Regions from separate parts of the Mus musculus genome. Here region 1 is linked to region 2. The links are chromatin contacts, called in public Hi-C maps. All regions are on one chromosome and are shown on one strand. Each heading gives the region's core, a stretch centred on a gene start, on an enhancer-like site or on the middle of the called end of the contact. The rest is flanking DNA. Distances are from core to core; before and after follow the strand shown.

What was found. A called contact is a pair of places that touch in the nucleus more often than the background predicts.
Region 1: a Hi-C map of cerebral cortex shows a contact between it and region 2, with 3 times the contacts expected there. The contact joins two enhancer-like sites. A contact is called at or near these places in 2 of 484 Hi-C or Micro-C datasets (cerebral cortex and cortical neurons) and 1 of 9 other capture datasets (embryonic stem cells).

Annotation. Positions count from the first base shown.
Region 1 is chr16:12,112,697-12,118,434 of GRCm38.p6, reverse strand. The region is part of intron 2 of Shisa9 (shisa family member 9); the gene reads right to left. Among named protein-coding and RNA genes, the nearest start is that of Shisa9, 130 kb to the right of the region's middle. Within about 2 kb of position 2,999, at least 24 of the 459 cell types and tissues checked have an H3K27ac peak or open chromatin away from gene starts, as enhancers often do. A contact at or near this core is called in cerebral cortex and cortical neurons, where this site is marked.
Region 2 is chr16:11,689,629-11,695,054 of GRCm38.p6, reverse strand. All of the region lies in intron 18 of Snx29 (sorting nexin 29), which reads right to left. Among named protein-coding and RNA genes, the nearest start is that of 4833415N18Rik, 87 kb to the left of the region's middle. Within about 2 kb of position 4,099, at least 44 of the 459 cell types and tissues checked have an H3K27ac peak or open chromatin away from gene starts, as enhancers often do. A contact at or near this core is called in cerebral cortex and cortical neurons, where this site is marked.

The DNA.
Region 1 (5,738 bases), core at 1,750-4,249, 420 kb before region 2:
ACCTTGACTCGGCAATAAATCCCTGTTCTCCTCCACGGTGACCCCAGTTAATCTTCAGGAGGCAGTGAGGCCGACTGGAGAAAAAAAGAAATGTAAAGGGAGACGCAGGCTGCATTCTGTTGCCAGTGTGAGCTTGGATGAATCATTCTGTTTCTCTAAGCCTCAGTTTGCTCCTCTGTAAGTGGGTATAAGAATCTCCTCTTGATGCTTAGGAGACAGCTCAGTCAGCAAAACGCAAGCACCAGCACCTGGGAGGCAGAGATAGGAGGAGAGCTGGGGCCTGCTGACCCACCAGCCTAACCTACGGGCAAGCTCCAGGCCAGGGAAACACTCTATTACCAAATAAAGGAGTGAACCAGAGGTTGATCTCTGTCTCTAGATGGATGCGCATGCACATCCAGCTCCAGCTTTTAGATGAATGGAAAGATCAAAATTATAAATGTGTGTGTGGGGGGAGGGGGGAGGATCAAAGAAACCAGAAGGGTCAGGGATATCACAAGAACACAACTGGAACTCTTAGTTGCTCAGAGAGAACGTGGTAGATATCAGGGAACATGTATAGATCTGACCTAGGTTCTCTGTATTTATCTGATGGCAAGTAGCTTGGTGTTCTTGTGAGATTCCTAACAGTGGGAGCAAGGGGTGGGGGGCTGTCCCTGACTTGTTTGCCTGCTTGTGGGAACCTATCCCTTCTGCTGGGTTGCCACGTTCAGCCTTGATGTGATGGTATATGTTTCATTGTTGCTTGTTTTTGCCATGTTTGATTAATGTCCCCGGGAGCCCTGCTCATCTGAGGGGAGGAGGGGAGGGTCAGTGTGTGAATCTGGGGTTGAGGGAAGGAAGAGGAGAGAGACTGGTGAGGAGCAGCGTATGGCTGTGGTGTACAAATGAAGCAGGAAGGGCTGTGACGTAACTGGCATAACATGAATGAAAGTCTATATTCGACCCGAGCCTGGAAAGTTCTAGCATCACTACTATCACCACACACCACCTGCAAGCTGCTACCCCGTCTCCAGAAGCCATGATGGCAGTACTGCTCTGCATTAGCGGTGATCCGGCAAGCTTACCTGCAGCTGTTTGTGATGTGGGCCAGGCACAGGGGAGATGGTTCAAGTTACTGGTCCACCAAGAGACTGATAGACACTGGAGCCTGCAGAGAGAACTGACCTGGAGCTAGGAATAAGGGACTGTCAACTCCTATGTGCTTTGGAGAAGCAGGAATCTCTCTTCTGCATCCCAGCCCTGATGGACAGAGCCCTGAGCATCAGAGAGTCTGGCTACATTCAAAGTAGGGCTGCACCACCTACATGGCTGGGTATCCTCCAGAATCCACACTCCCCCTGAGCCTCCAAGACTTTGCCTGTGAGGGGAAGTTAAAAGCTATGCTGTTTCTGACATAAGAGGTGTAATGAAATAGCCTAGGTTTGCATGTTGCCGGAGGCCTGTTGGCATCTACAAAGGCTCCCAAAGTCCCTGTCAGCTAATTAGTATCCTTCACATTGGAAAGGCAAGGTACAGAATCAGAGGTGCACAAAGCTCAGTTGGTTGCACATCTGATCCTGAGTTATCTGTTAACTTGTAACTGAGGAGATGGCCTTGTGGGTAAAGTTTTTCCTACACAATCATGAGGACCAGAGCTCAGACCACCCAGAGCCCATGCCAAAAGCTTGGTGTGATCATGCCTGTAAACCCAGTGGCAGGTTAAGAGTGGAGACAGGGAGAACCAGGGCCTTGCTGGCCTGCCAGTCTAGCAGAGACCTAAACAGTGAGCTCCTGGTGAGAAATGAACATTTCAGATCATGAGAACTAAAGTAGAAAGACAGGCAGAAAGGCAATCAGCCTTTAGCTCTGACATCTGGACATATTCACTAAGACAAAGGGACATGCACATACACACACACACACACACACACACACACACACACACACACACACCATGATGGTGGTGGTGGTGGTGGTGGTGGTGGTGGTGGTGGTGGTGGTGGTGGTGGTGAGATAACATAAAACTTAGCCATCTTTAATATCTCTAATTGCTGTGATGTCAGTGAGCATACTCACACTGCTGTGTAACTGCCATCTACCCGTCTGCAGAAACATTTGCCATCTGTCTCTCACTCTCTGTGTGTCCTTGTCTCTTATTCTTCCCTTGCTACTTCTCCAATTCTTCTTCTTCTGTGATGCTTGGAGTCAAACCCAGAGTCTTGTGCATGCCAAGCAAGAGCCTTTCCACTGAGCCACACACCCCATCCCCTCCTTGTCATTCTCAAATAAAGAGTAAGCAGGGGTTTCACTTCCATTCCCAGGAACTTAAGAGCTCCGTGAAACGAATAGTGGTTGCTCCAGAAAGACAAGGATCAAGGTTAAGGGAGGACTGAGCTGAAGGGACACGGAACACTATCTGGCCCACCCCCTCTGGGGCCTCCACCAGAGCCCCAGGAATCAGCGAAGACTGATCAAGGTAGCACACACCTGTAATTTAGCAGAGAAGGCTAAATTAGGGGGATTTCCAATTCAAGGCCAGCCTGGGCTACCAAGCCCCCACAACAGGAAACCTTGTTTATTTACAAGTTCACTTATTCCCCTGAGCCTCCCTCTCCTCATCTGTAGACTAGGAAGAGAAACAACACCTGTGTCCAGTTTTGCTAACTGATAACAAAAAGTGGCAGCTCTTTGCTCTCTAGGTGTTAGCCAGTGTTAGCCATGAGGATTGCAGTACCCTGCATTCACTCCCCAGCCTCCTAGTGCAGTAGAAATCCATGCTCCTGGCCTCCTTAGGCAACTAAATCCATAGTAGGACAGGAAGCCTTCCCCAGCGGAGAAGCCCAGCCTACCAGGGCGAGTCCACTTCTCTGACATATTCCTGAGATTGCCCCTCCCCCAGAAGATACTGCAGACAAGAGAGAATCACCCCGAAAATCTGCCCATCAACCCAGAGTCAGGCCCCAATCTGACCAATCGCATGTGTTCCCACTGTGGTGGTTTCCTAGGTAACCAGCGCTTCTGTACCAACTCAGGGAGACTGGGTGCTGGGAGAGGAGAAGCTGGGAAGAAAGAAAGATCTGTGAGGAGACCTTCAGAGACAGGGACAAGGCAACAGGGACAGTCGTGGGGCAGGCGGGAGGACCAGAAGAAGGAAGGAGGGAGCCACCTCTGGCCATTTTTTATGCACATGCATGCACATGCAAGCACACACTTTTTTCTTTAAGGAAAAATGACTAAAACCATACTATAAAAAGGAAGATCCCAGATGGTAGGATTTCTCAGTGACACCCTCTCTCTTAGTTCATTCAAGCTGCTGTGCCAAAGTGCCATGTGCCAGGGGCTTGTAAGCCACAGAAACTTTCTTCTCACTGTTGTGGATGCTGGAAAGTTGAAGCCCAAAACACAGGCAGATTGTGTTCATCCAGGCCCCTTCCTTATAGACCCTGTCTCCTCACAGTAACTTCACATAACACAAAGGACCTCTCTTCTTAAAGGGAGCACCTGCTATCTCAACATTGTGGCTTTATCATTTGCCACAGACCCCACCTCCTGATGCCCTCATTATGGAGTAGGTTGCAAGAGAGAAAGGGTGGTGGAGCAGATCTTACAGACATTGCACCCTGCCTTGTAAGATCACACTTCAACAGTGAAATTCACATGCGTGTGCGTGTGTGTGTGTGTGTGTGTGTGTGTGTGTGTGTGTGTGTGCGCGCACACACACACACACACACACACAAGAGCCTTTTGCCACTGTGAGTCATTCTGGAAGCTAGGTTTCTCAATGGCCCAGTCACAATATTTGTTAGAACTTGGGCTATCTGCCAGAATTACTTGCATAACTTCCAGTGGGACACAGAGAGGATGAGGAAAGTCACCAAGCCCCAGTCCCCAGATGGGAATCAGCCTGCTCTGGCTGGCCAAAAGTTCATATGAGCCTTGTGCTTTAAGGAGACTATCACCACGACCCAGAGCAGCATGTAAGTAGGCTGACTGTCCTTATGTGAGTTCTCTCCTGGGAAACTTTCCTTAAAGATGGCAAGGCAATGGGAAAGAGATGGCCCCTCCACCAGCTCGGTTCTGGGAATCAGAACTCCAATCCTTCAGCTTGATTAGCCAGTGCTGTAACCAGTGAGCGAGACTCTCCCTTTCCCCACAAGCAGTATTTTCCCAAGCATCTCCGATGCAGAAGGCACAATGGTGCGTGGCATATTACACATGCAACATTGTATCTCTACAGAGAGTGTGGTCGGCCTGTTGCACAGATAGAGAAACCAAAGTGTAGGAAAGTGAAAGCAGCTTTCAATGGTAGGTACCACAGGCAGGGGAGCTGAGGCACAGGGAGGTAAAAGCATGAACACATGTGAGGCTCCCATGAGTTCAGTCTGGACTCAGGGTTCTAGCCCTCAGAGCTCCCGTGTTGAATCCTACAGCCACTGGATTCCTCCAGAATACTGGCCTTACCCCCAGCTAATCTGGAACGGCACTGTGTTGAAGAAGTTAAAAAGACGATATCAGTCTGCACAGGAAATGCCAGTGTCCATGGGTTTGAAGGGGTGATGTCTGCATGAGATATGAAGTTAGGGAGAGATCAGTAGAGGATAGCAGAGGGTGGAAGGTGAGAACAGGACTCCTGAGCCGAGTCAACGGCAAGAGGGTCTCCACCAAAATCTCGGTGGAGGCGGGCTATAGCAGGAGCAGTCCACAAAGTGAACATGGGGTCCTAGCCGTATGACAGATGTCAGGCTCTACCCTGAAGACTGGGCAAGCCACTCGGGGCACAAGCCACTCGGGGCATCTGCCTAGGAGAGCAACCATTTGATCAGACTTACCTCTCAGGACGATCACATTGGCCTCATGCCAGGGAACAGATTGAAGGAGGCAAGTTCATGTGGAGAGATGCTGATAGATTTGTGGCCCTTACCAGAACGGATGAAGAGAAGGCAAAAAGGAGGCGCTAACTACATATGTAACTCACCTAGAGAGCTGAGGAGCCATATTCAAACCTGAGGTCTGCCAGTACGGACCCATCGGCCTATTGATCTGGGCTCTCTGAGATCTTGTCCAGTAAGTCTGTAGATGTCAGTGCCCAGTGCTTGCACACTGGGGTTAGATCCCACAGCCAGTTCCCATGACTTTGTCCTGCTTGAACACTCATCCTAAGACCTACAACATTTACCACATGTGCTCAAGGCTCAGACCTGCTCAGAGACATATGGAAGTGGCAGTCATCAAGGTATGCTTCGGAGTGATGAAATGCACCACCAATGAAACAAAATAAGACGAAATTGAAAAATATCAAAGTTCTCTCTGGGTAGGACAGATGCAAAGACTCAGAGACAAAGGGCAGGCCTGCGCCCAACGTGGACAAGAGCTACAGGGAAACTCCTGCTCTCTCCCCAGGCAAGACCATTCCAAGCCACTCGTGGCCAAGGTCTTCCAGGTGCTGATGTGTCCTCCTGACTCCCTTCCCTCGTGCCATGACTGTGTCTCTGTCACAGTCTCCATGGCACAGGCACTCTTACTTAAATCTCATTACCCATTGTTGCAAGTGGTAACATGTAATTAATCAGTTACTGTGTGACGCTTGTCTCAACTAAAGCCTAGGGCAAATCAGTAATATTCATCTCTCCCTATTCCAAGAAATTCTTCTGAGTGTCCTGGTCTCGGGGACCATAAGGGCTGCAATTGCTTGTGACCTCAAACAATAAAACCTCCAGTACTCTTTACAGCAGACATTCTGCAGCCAGGCTCTCAGT
Region 2 (5,426 bases), core at 2,850-5,349:
TGTATTGAGTAAATTAACTGAGGTGGGGGGTGTGTATTAAATGCACTGGTGACCCCATGCCATGGGCTGGAATCTAAGACTGAGAAAACAAGAAATAAGCTGAACACAAGTTTTTAATCTCTGCTTCCAGAATGTAGATGCCAGGTGACCAGCAGCCTCACACTTGTGCCACTTACCTGCCCTAATGACAAGAGTTCCTAATGTGGTACCCATGAATCTTGGGTCGAGAGTCCTCCCCACTACCCTCCCGACAAGCACGCCAATGAGGAGGGCCCTCTTATGTGGGGTTGCTGTTTTAGCTTTTGTTCAGTAAAATGAAGTGCCCTAAGCTCATGAAAGCAACCTCAGGAGCCACCTGGAAAACCGGAGCAAGAGCTGAACGCCTTCTCCATAAAACTGCACCGGAGCTCAGACAGGCAGTTTTCAAAAAGCATCCAATTATAGCCCTGGGCCACTGGTCTCCTGCGCTAACAAGATGAAATTGATTTACTTTCTGAGCCAGGCAATCCAGCTGCCAGTGAACACCACTCCCTTTCAATTGTGTAATCTCTACTCTGTCCAGTGGTTTTTCTGGGATTTCATTTCCATAGTTAAAAGACAGAGATTTGAGCAGAGGTGAGAACTAGTCTGTAAAGTTCTCATTCCCAGCTGGATGCCAGGAAAATTTATTCTTTATATTTTTTAGAATCCCTGTTAATGTGTGTTTGTGCCAATAGACAGGAGAAAGCAAGGTGGAGAAGCACCCAGGTGGTAACACTCATGCCTCCACAGGCTGGATTCAACCATCCCAATGCTTTGAGAGTCAAAGTTTTGAGGGAATGGTGCTGATTTCTAGTATTTATTTAAACATTAAACCTTGCTCCATTAAAAGAAAAATCACAGAAATTGATAGACCCTATGGAATAAAGCAGAATAAATACATGGCAGCTCGTTCACCTTGACAGCCTAGTTCAACCAGGGCTGGCTCCAAGGGCGTCTAGATCACTTACTTGATTCTTTTGTTATTTGTCTGAGGTCAACTGCCAACAGGCAGGGGATGCAGTAAATGACCCAAAGCCACACTTGATCTCGAACATCTCCAAGCCAAAGCCCCTGTGACACAGGAACAAACAAGCAAGCCATGGAGACATGGAAGAGGAGATACTTCATCCACTGGGACATAAAAGCTGGCTGGGGTTGGGGCTAGGGAGGGAGGGAGAATCCAGGTAAAATAAAACTTGAAGTTCTAAGAATATCACAAAGGTAGGGTAAAGAACCCACCACCCTTCCTGATGGCTCACATTAGCATGGAGGGCCACTGGGAACAGTCGGTGATCAGATGGACTGACTGGCTTGTCACTGACTTAGGGAGTCAGAGAACATTCTGTGCTCCATGTGTAAGTGCATACCTGCACACACACACAGCAAATGGGCAAACACTGCAAGCCCACCATGAGGGGACAAAAGTGCTGACTGCTCCTTAGTGAGAGGCAGGACACATGCAATTACCACACGTGGCTGATTCTGCCCTATGTCAGCAAAGCTACCACATGTGTTAATTCCACCCCACAGAAGCCTATAAGGAATCCTGTCCTCAGTTGACTGCTGTAAACTGGAATAGTCCCACTAGCACTGCGGTGACAAATGTTCTTCATGATCTCTTTTGACTCTTCTCTGCTCAGTGAGCACATAATGGTGCCTCTTAAAGGGCTGGATCAATCCTGAATTACCCATTCAATTAAAGGAGGTTGATACGAGAAATATGCCACCTGATAATAAGCAATAATTACTGACTGTGCTGTGCACTCAAGATGTGAGGTGCAGATGCTGAAAGGCATTTCCTTGCCTCAGTGAATGGAAGGAGAAAGGACTGGGGTACCACTGAGGGCAGATACACACTTGCCTAGTGTGTACAAGGTCCTGAGTTCCATCCTCAGCGCCATGAATTAATCAATCAATGAGTGTGCCTACAAACCAAGAGGCATAGCATCTCAAAGAGAAGCCACCATTCCAGCCGCATGTCAGGGGTTCCAGCTGACAGGGCGTGTGATGGAAGAGTGAGGAGTCTGCCTGTCTAGAGGGCTAGCACTCCCCACACATGCTCACAAAGCACATCACCCCTCCAGCTTCCAATCCTTATTTACATAGTGGAAGCATCAGGCACTCTGGTGTAGTTCCCCAAGCGTAAAGGGTTTGTGTCCAGTTAGCACCCAGTGGATGATATATAGGGATGGGTAGAAAGGTCAGGGAAGGAGCTAAGAGGCTGCAGAGGAGAAGCTCTGCAGAAGAAGGCCTGCACTGAGGCCACCTTTCATCAGGTGAAGTGGCTCGCTCAGGGTCACCAGACAAAGCTCCTTCCTAATGAGGTAAGTACTTTCTCCCCCTTCCCCATCCCCCCTCTCCTTTTCATTTTTTCATTCATTCCTTTGTTTGCCAGGCTCAAAATCCATCTCAAAGGTACTGAGCCTCAGATGATTCCGAGAAGCCAAGGCCTGCCAGAGAGAGAGGCGTTTATAGATGGGAGCAGAGAGGCCAAAGTGAAAGAGGAATGGCTGGGACCAAGAAGAAGAAAACAAAGCAGAGGAATGAGTGCAGAGCTCCAGGTAGGTTTAAGTCAGGTGAACACACTGTGGAGATGGAAGGATGCAAGGGTCTATAGAATGCTGTGGGGGTGCAAGCATCAGCAGTCACTATCCTGAAGCCACCTATCCAAAGGGGGAAAGGAAGAAGCGAGCAGATCCAAGCCTCCAAGGCTCTCCTCCCTCACTGTCTGACCCCTCTGGCAGGGTCAGACAACTGGTTCAGTCTCAGGCCCTCTGGATGCCACCACCAAGGAATGAGAAACACAAAGAGCAGGACTGGACCTGACAGTGGGTGGGCTGAGCTCAAAGGCAGAGCTTGTACAGCTCCAAGGAAGCCCAGCAAGGCTCCCAGGAAGGTGTGCCCCCAGATGGGAGAAGGCCTATCTATCATACCAACGTGTACGTGCTGGCAGCAAGTATGTCTCTGGGCTTGCTCTGAACACAGAAAAGGGGTGCTTTTAGTCAGTTCTGGATGGTGTCAGTTGAAGTGCTGTCTCTGGGAGGCACCAGCGTCACATGGGTGAAAAGAGCAGATCAACAACCGACAATACAGTCCCTGCACACTGACTGCCCCTCCCTTGCCCCTTGCTCTCTTTGCCTAGTATTTCAGATTTGTGGCTAGAGACTGTCTTCCGTACAAACACCAGGCATAAGCTGCTATGCAGCTTGTGGTCCCAGGGTCCTCTCCACACACTGACGATGTATGGCCTGCCTCTTGATAGCCTGAGTACAGATCCTCTCGCCATCAGACAGGAGAAAGAGTACAGGGACTCAGACCATCTGCTCCATCCTGGCACTGAGCACAGATGTGGCACCCTGTGACCGCTCTGAGGAGGTAAAAGAGTAAATGTGTGAGAGAGTGGAGGCAGACATGTAAGCAGGAGAGCAGGAAAACAGTACGAGGAAGGAAGAAATACTTGTTTTGGCTATGTTGAAGCAATATAGGGGTTCAATAAACACATGGTCTTGTTTGTTTGTCTGTTGGGGATTTTGTTTTGTTTTATTGAGACAGTGACTTATTTTGAATGCCTGGCCTGAAACTTTCTATGTAGACCAGACTTGTTTCGAACTCACAGTGATCCACCTGCCTCTGCCTCCCAAGTGCTGGGATTAAAGGCGTGTGCCACCACATCTAGCATACACAGTTTTGCTGAACTTACTATCTGCCCATTTGCATTCTAGCTTAGACTCATGACAGGTCCAGACCCTCAAGGCTAACAGCTTCCTCTAATATATTCAGTTGTCAGGCCCAAGTGGGATGCGGATAAATCCTGTCCTGCCCCTCATAGTCAAAGACAGAGAAAGCAAGAGGTAGAGAAGCAAGAGCCTTAGCTAAGGTCAGGAGACAGACAGGGTATCAGAATGATAACATTCCTGTGGGCAGGGATTGCCTGTCTGCTATAGTGATAATTCTGGTTTCTTTAGGAAAAAGAAAAAACAACCCACAGAAATAAGAATGTGTTTTGTTTTACTCTCTGCCGTGGGTATGGGGCTGACTCAGACTGTCCACAGCAGCTATGCCTTGCCTAGTGTTCTCCCAGGGGAGCGATTTTGCCAGCAGCAGATGGTTTTTGCAACTATGACTTTTCAGAGGGTATATAAATAAATGTTAGGGCTCTGGAGAGGCGGGATGGGTTGTTGGTTGTCGATTGTTGGTTGGTTGTTGTTAGTTGTGGTTTGTTAAATAGTCATTCACAAAGAAGAAGAAAATTGGACAGCCAATATCAAACTTGCCTCAAGGAACTCTAAGTTCCTAGTCACAGGAAGTAGTCTAATAATAATGTTGCCCCCCTGTCTCTCTATTTTTTTTCTCTCTATCAAGTATTAAGGGTTGAAAGGGTGGGGAAAAGGTGGAGAAGGGTGGGAGACAAAAGAACTCACAAAGTAGCAAATTGTTGGCTGCAGTCTACAATCCTTCCAAGGAAAAACAGGGCTCAGAGAAGCTGCTCGGCCACCCTGAGTCCTGAGCCTGGTGTGTCCTGTGAGCAGTCAGAAGGACGAAGGCCTGTCTGAGCAATGGTGACAACTCCTGAAAAGGCATCCGGCAAGGAAAGTGGCCAGGTGCTCGCACCACCTCCACCAAGGCACACCTTGCTCATGGAAATGTCACGCACCATCCCCTCTCCAAGCAGCTGCTGACTCCTTGCACTAAAAACAGCACTGTGTTCCTCTGTTTATTTCTTTCTCTTTCCTAGAATAGAAATGCCTGTCTGTGAGCTCTCCATGAAAGCCTGTGCCAGCGTGGCTCCTAGCACAGTACGGCAGCACTCTTGGGCAGTGCCAAGGAGGCAGTTCAGCCGCTCTGGAAGATTAGTGGAGTTACATCTGCTTCACTAAAATAAAACTATTGGGACCAAGAGGGGCCGTAGCTGAGCACCTCATGCCAGCTGCCAACTGATTGTAGCTGCCACCCCGTGAGCAAGGCTGATGCTAACTCCAACCCCAATGACCAACCAGGTGTAATTCAGTCTGTCAGCCCAACTTGCATAGGCCTAGAGGGCAGAGGGATTGGCACTTAGTGTCTTCATTGAAGGTGGCACACTGTGCTCTGTTCAGGGAGCTGAAGATAGTGGATGACTGCAGAAGCTCAAAGACACACTATCATTGTTACAGAGACTCAAAGCCTAAGCAATCTAGACAGACTGCCCAGATCCTGCTCCTCCCAAATGGAGAAGTACCTGTCAGTTAAAGGAGAAATATTCATGACTGTGCTGGGTTCTGAACCAATGAGCTTCAGAGGAGGGTAACAGTGCTGGTAAGGATGTGGTGGCCAAGGCAGTGACCAGATCCCTCTGCCATGTCCTTGGGACCTTGCACATAACCTCTGCTCAAGGAGGCTCCCAAGGGCACTGCAAGAAGGCCTGG